Regions from separate parts of the Triticum aestivum genome. Here region 1 is linked to region 2. The links are chromatin contacts, called in public Hi-C maps. All regions are on one chromosome and are shown on one strand. The core of a region is the stretch at or near the end of the contact, and the rest is flanking DNA. Distances in the headings are between cores, read along the strand shown. Region 1 holds the start of LOC123061559 (polygalacturonase At1g48100). Region 2 holds the start of LOC123061557 (protein RAE1).

Region 1 (3,424 bases), core at 504-3,003, 190 kb after region 2:
AGAGCAAGCCAAACATATTTTTCTATAAACTGGTTTTACATAAAATAATTTGTAAAACCGGTTTTGCTAAACATCAGCTAAAAACACGTTCTGTATAATCCCATGGCTAATATTTGTTAGCCAAACAACCACTAAGAGACGTGTAGGCTGTGGAGATCGATCGTCTTGGAGACGGAGATAGCGCTGAAAATGTGGGCATCGACCATTGTCCTAGGGGAGAGGTCACGGCTGATCAAGTCACCGACCGAGCGGGGCAACCTATTTTGGAAGCCAACTACTGTATTAATAAGCGATGGATGCACGGCCATGAGCGGCATGGCGGAGATGGATGTATGGATGAATGATTGGACAAGGAGCACGGGAGAAGGGAATCGGAGATTGCGACGGCGTCCGCATGCGGGCAGGCAGCGGTTGCGGCCCGGGCGATGCGCGGACAAACGCGCGGCCCTTGCGTGACGCCCGTGACCGTTGCCCCCATGTGAGCCGGGCATGTGCGCGCCAGTCCGCGCGCTCGTCTTACCGCGCCCTCTTGCCCTGTTCATGGCCACACGTTAATTCGGTGGGCTTCGTTCCCACCAGCTTCACCTTCACCTTCACGTACAAGGTTGATGTGCGCGAGCAGCTCAAAACCGTTGGCTGCCACGGGCACGGGAGTACGTATGCTTGGTTCAGAAACGGACTAGCCTCCGCCTCGGCTAGATGCTAGCTCGTCCCGTCAGTGATCGATCACATGTCTGCCTTTGGTTTTGGCAACCGATCGAAAAGTGGGCACATACGCATAACTGCACTGCGTGCACAGCCATGGCATGGCAGAGACGCATCAATCTTCCACAGCTTAAAAACAAAGGAGCAGGGATCTGGCATGGCACCTCTATAGATTAAACGTACGGACAACCATGTCTATCATTGAACACGGGGGCAAAACCGCCGAGGATGCCGGGTAAAGCACATTCATAGCCATCTGGGTAAACTGACTAAATTCTGCAAAGCAAATGAGCTGTTAGGCTTGCCTGAGATGACTTTTTTTTTACTTGCTTCCCTCCTTGTTTCTTAGAGCTGTAAACAGAACAAAAAATATTTTGGTTCAGCGAGATGCATGTGAGCGTTAGTAATTCCGTATATTAGTAAGAGCAAACTCTAGCAGAGTCCTCATATTGGGCCGATCAGCATAATCACAATTGATATGGCGATTTTGAATGAAAAGGACATTTTAGCAGGGTCAATAAAAAAAGGATGTCCTAATGTCCTATTGACAAGTGAGTCTCACAATATGAAGGCAGCCAATATATAGACTCTGGGTTTGTGCATCACCTTGGTATCCTCCATAATGCATATGGATCTTGGATTAGCTGCCAAACTGGACATACTAGCGCTCTAATTGCACGTGATCTCTTGGACCACAGGGAAGGATATATATAAAGGAGAACGGCCGTTTTGTTTCCCCACAAAATCTGCTCGTGAATAAATCGTATGCTTCATTCCTGTTCCAGTAAATCGGTGTCAAAGAAGATGCGGAGCAAAGGGTATAGATGTGATTATAGCAGAGAGAGATTACTGAATATGTCATAATAGATGTGGTTCACCACCGACAAGTTCTCACTGAATAACCGCCGTAAACAAATTGCCAAGCATACATGATCATGGCGAGGAGCATAAGCAACAAGAAGACATCACTTACCAATTCCCTGTGCAGCTACAAGACCTTTGCATGCACGTGAGTTGGGGCCCCATTTCCCGCATTCATTTTCATCTAATCTTGAGAGGGAGGCGCAAACGTGGCAGCCCTGAATCTGAAGCTTGTTATTTAAAGAGAAGCCTCTGTCTTTCCCTCCTCACAAGCAATCCACACCTCTTGTGTATGCTGTCTATCTATCTACTCCCCAAGCACGTACAAACACTCTCCACACAGCTAGCCAACAGGTACAACAGACACAAGGATGAAGCTCAGAGTAAAAGGCTTCGGCCTCCTGCTTCTCCTTGTCTTGCTTGCTCTATGCTCCACCATTGATGTCTGTGACGCGAGGAGAGGCAAGCATTGGAGGCCAAGGAGCTCGCCGAGCTCCTCTCTGCTCAAGAAGAAAGGGAAGGCAAAGAAGGGCAGCTCCCACCGGCAGCACGGGGGCAACCGGCGAAGCCCGCCACCAGCCCCCCCTGGTGTTGGCAAAGGACACCAGACGCCATACCAGCCAAGCCCCAATGTACCTGTAAGTCCGAGCCCGAGCCCGAGCCCCAAGCCGAGCCCTGCCAAAGGCAATGGACATACAAGTCCACAGCCTTCATCTCCAAGCTGTGGAAAGGGCAGGCAGCCACCGCCGCAGCCACCACCTGCGGCCTCAGCCTCACCAGGCGCGGTGTTTAACGTGGTTGATTTCGGAGCCAAGGGTGATGGAATTTCAGACGATACAAAGGTTGGTCAACATCACTGCCCCTCAAATTGCTGTTTTATCGAGAGAAAATTCGCTAACTTGTGTAGCATCATGCATTCCCCGACTCAGAAATTCTCACTGCCAATTCCATTTTGCACTGCCCATTACCCACGCATGATTACTGTCCTATGATCCATGATCATCGACTACTCTCACATGATTTCCAGTGCAGAGCCGCAGGAAATTGTCACTAGTGACATACCTTTCTGTAGTCAGTATTTGCATGACTGCCTGTGCTTGCCGGAAATTTTATTTGTTTCTTTTTGGATTGTTCTGTCCTTCACATGTCCACACTTCAAGCTGGTACGGCTTCCCCTTTTTGAGGAATCACGTTCTCTTGGTGAACAAAGTGGGCATCAAGTCAGGGTTAACAAAAAACTGAAGAATATATTCAGGGTTCGCAAGAAAAACATCGATATTTTTTCAAAATATTGTTTGCACGCGGGAAACATATCGATGGCAAAAATTGGGATCGACCAACTATACCTTTTTTTAGTGTTATATAGTTCTGGAAAAACCAGTTCCTTAAATTTTTTTCTTAAAAAGATTGAAATGTTTTATGTAGAGGCATACTTGAAATCCAAAATACACACCAGAAAATAAAAATCAATGGTGGTTAAATTCATGGAAATTGGGAGATGCATTGAAAGTTTCCAAAAATTAAGCTTCAACCAACATTTAACAGTGTATTTGGGTTTCTTTTCAGCCAAAAGAAATCCTCATTTTCTGGGTACGGTTTAGGATTGTTTCACTCCGACAAAACCATAGGGGCACAGTGGAACTATATAGGAGTACTATGATTAGCTTAGTCTAGTCTTTTGAGAACAAACCTCTAATAAATTAGTGTGCATGCAGGCTTTTCAAGCAGCGTGGGCTGCTGCGTGCAAGCTGGGAGCGTCTACAGTTCTCGTACCATCAGAACTAGAGTTCCTTGTTGGGCCAATCTCCTTTTCTGGGCCTTACTGCAAACCAAACATTCTTTTCCAGGTAATTCTGCA
Region 2 (3,466 bases), core at 764-3,263:
CGATGACTTCCCGATTAAGATAGGACTGTATCAGGGGTCAGCTTTGAGCCCTTATCTTTTTGCATTGGTGATGGATGAGGTCACAAGGGGTATACAAGGAGATATCCCATGGTGTATGCTCTTTGCGGATGATGTGGTGCTAGTTGACGATAGTCGGACGGGGGTAAATAGGAAGTTAGAGTTATGGAGACAAACCTTGGAATCGAAAGGGTTTAGGCTTAGTAGAACTAAAATCGAGTACATGATGTGCGGTTTCAGTACTACTAGCTGTGAGGAGGAGGAGGTTAGCCTTGATGGCCAGGTGGTACCTCGGAAGGACACCTTTCGGTATTTGGGGTCAATGTTGCAGGAGGATGGGGGTATTGATGAAGATGTGAACCATCGAATCAAAGCCGGATGGATGAAGTGGCGCCAAGCTTCTGGCATTCTCTGTGACAAGAGAGTGCCACAAAAGTTAAAAGGCAAGTTCTACAGGACGGCGGTTCGACCCGCAATGTTGTATGGCGCGGAGTGTTGGCCGACTAAAAGGCGACATGTTCAACAGTTAGGTGTGGCGGAGATGCGTATGTTGAGATGGATGTGTGGCCACACGAGGAAGGATTGAGTCCGGAATGATGATATACGAGATAGAGTTGGGGTAGCACCAATTGAGGAGAAGCTTGTCCAACATCGTTTGAGATGGTTTGGGCATATTCAGCGCAGGCCTTCAGAAGCTTCAGTGCATAGCGGACGGCTAAAGCGTGCGGAGAATGTCAAGAGAGGGCGGGGTCGACCAATTTTGACATGGGAGGAGTCCGTTAAGAGAGACCTGAAGGATTGGAGTATCGACAAAGAGCTAGCTATGGACAGGGGTGCGTGGAAGCTTGCTATCCATGTGCCAGAGCCATGAGTTGATTGCGAGATCTTATGGGTTTCACCTCTAACCTACCCCAACTTGTTTGGGACTAAAGGCTTTGTTGTTGTTGTTGTATATATATAATATGTTTCATATTTTCGTAAATGTTCACAGGTATGAAAGAGGTGTTCATGTATTACGTGTAAATTCAAAAACAAACAACAACAAAAACCAAAAAACTGGTGTAGATTTTTTTAGAGACACCCAGAATGGCATCTTATATTTGTTATTTATCAAGAAAAAAAAACAGCACAATGGAAAGACAAATTGGACGTAGATCGACTAGTACAAAATGAAATTACATTGCAAAATATACTAGGCTTCTTCTTCCTTTGATTGTACACTTCATCCAATTGGAGCGCAACAAATTTTATGGTGCTCATGAGAATGTCACTGGCCGCCCCGTGAGTGGCGTTGGCATCAAAGACATGGTATATGCTTCCTTCCCTTGTTCATATGAGCATATATCGTGCTCCTATGCACGTAAATCTATCTTGTTGGTTTTCATCTCTATATGTAGGCGTTTCAAGCTTTGAATTCCTTCAAGGTCCAAAATGCGGGCAAGCCATTCACCTTCAGTCATTGTTGAAGGAAAAATCACAATTGCCAAAAGTATAAGGAGCAACGTGCGGCACAAAAAAGAGGTGGGGGCCTAGTCGTCAACCCAAGTGAAAGTGAGAAGGGGCCAAGGAGAAAGTGGAGATCATGGCGGCCGACATGAGCAAAAGTTCATCCAAGACCGAGATGTGTGGTCATCTTTTAGTTGCTTCTTTTTTCATGAACTATGACTGTAACATATGAACTATAGTTATGGCGATCCTTTTGGTGCACTGTAGTACATGCTACGTGATGATGAAAATATATTTGTTGAAAATAAACGACCGAGACGGAACGAATGGGTCAGGCTGATGCACTGCCAGATTGGCGTGGACAAGGGGGTGGATGCCGGCCAAACTGACGACCTAATCGAAAAAAAAACATATTGCGTGTCCATTTGACTCGGTCGGTTCGAGTTGGTCTCAGCCCAATCCCAAGCCCAAACTCTTCTCCCCAAAGCGTCAACCCAACGCGACCACCTGCTGGTCTGGGACTTTTGGCGTCCATCCGACGCGATTTTGCCCTTAGATAAAAGCAAAGCCCTCCCCACAAACCGCAAACCCCGCCCCGCCCCTTCCCTCCCTCCCCCAAATTCGCCCAACACCTTCGGAAACCCAATGGCGAGCTTTAACGCCGCCGGCGCCGGCGCCGCCAACCCCAACCCTAACAAATCCCTCGAGGTGCGTGCGCTTGGCGAATACTGTTGCCCTTGGTCTAAATGGCTAAAACCTAATGTATGTGTCGATTCGACCGGGGACTGCCTTCGTTTCGTGCAGGTGAATCCGCCGCCCGGGGACTCGGTTTCCAGCCTCAGCTTCAGCCCCAAGGCGAACCACCTGATTGCCACCTCCTGGGACAACCAGGTGAGCTCACCGCGGCCGTCCGAGGCCTAATGTGTGCGGATAATCGTTTTCTGTTTTGGTGAATCGGTGAGTGAAATTCTGAGATGCGATTGGGCTGTTTGGTTTTGGACGCAGGTTCGGTGCTGGGAGGTTCAGCCTGGCGGCCAATGCCAGGCGAAGGCGTCTATTTCGCACGATCAGCCAGTACTGTGCCCTTCTTATCATTTCCTTATATTAGCTCAGCATGGATCTTCAATTTTAGCCTTTGTGGACTGCTAGGTCGCTCTGTCCATGTCTAAATTATCTGTGACCACTAAGCTAGGTTGTTTAGTGTAGGTCCTGTGCTCTGCCTGGAAGGATGACGGGACTACTGTTTTTTCGGGAGGTTGTGACAAAGTGGTGAAGATGTGGCCGCTGCTGTCTGGCGGCCAGGCCACGGCCTTCTCAGGGCACGAGGCGCCGGTCAAAGAACTCGCCTGGATACCACAGATGAGCCTTCTTGTCAGTGGGTCTTGGGATAAGACTCTGAGGTGATCAAATGTGCACAAACCTCAAGTTACATTGATTCCTTTAGAATTAGCTGCGACTCAAATATTTGGTGTTTTCTGTCCAATTTCACATGATATGTTGCATCATAACAGTGGATGCAGTGTCCAGTTAGATAATTTGTAAAGGACCATGCTACATTATCTTCAAGCACCATGCTGATATACGTACAAACACAATGGACCTACAAAATTGACTTTGTTAACATGATTGCTGATCATTTTGTTCGGTCCAACCTTACGTCTATCAAGGTACTGGGACATTCGACAACCTAATCCAGCGCACGTTCAGCAACTTCCGGAGCGCTGCTATGCACTCTCACTTAGTTATCCTCTAATGGCGGTCGGCACTGCTGATCGCAACGTAGTTATCTTCAATCTGCAGAACCCACAGGTAAATTATTTCTCTTTACGTTGTATATCTGGTTGTTTACATGGATGCAGTGGAGTTGTACACACTTTATTTTTAATCCATCGTTCTTGTACAGCATTTACACATGTTCTGTTTCTCAACTCAATTGCTAGCTACCATTGTTTAGTGTCCAAGTACGTAGTTTATGGCTTTCTGTAACGCCTACTTCCACTGT

Evidence for each region. Hi-C and Micro-C count contacts between places; a contact is called where the count stands out from the background.
Region 1: a contact with region 2 is called in a Hi-C map of leaf, with 3 times the contacts expected there. The contact joins the promoter of LOC123061559 here to the promoter of LOC123061557 in region 2. A contact is called at or near these places in 2 of 5 Hi-C or Micro-C datasets (both in leaf).

Annotation. Positions count from the first base shown.
Region 1 is chr3A:440,687,271-440,690,694 of IWGSC CS RefSeq v2.1, forward strand. LOC123061559 (polygalacturonase At1g48100) reads left to right here and starts at 1,754. Exons shown (of 7, transcript XM_044484720.1): 1 at 1,754-2,408; 2 at 3,282-3,413. The coding sequence starts at 1,938. LOC123061561 (a long non-coding RNA gene) reads right to left here. Exons shown (of 3, transcript XR_006429120.1): 2 at 1,312-1,481; 3 at 869-1,056.
Region 2 is chr3A:440,496,772-440,500,237 of IWGSC CS RefSeq v2.1, forward strand. It overlaps LOC123061557 (protein RAE1), which reads left to right and starts at 2,014. Exons shown (of 11, transcript XM_044484718.1): 1 at 2,014-2,172; 2 at 2,269-2,355; 3 at 2,470-2,538; 4 at 2,671-2,864; 5 at 3,132-3,273. The coding sequence starts at 2,110.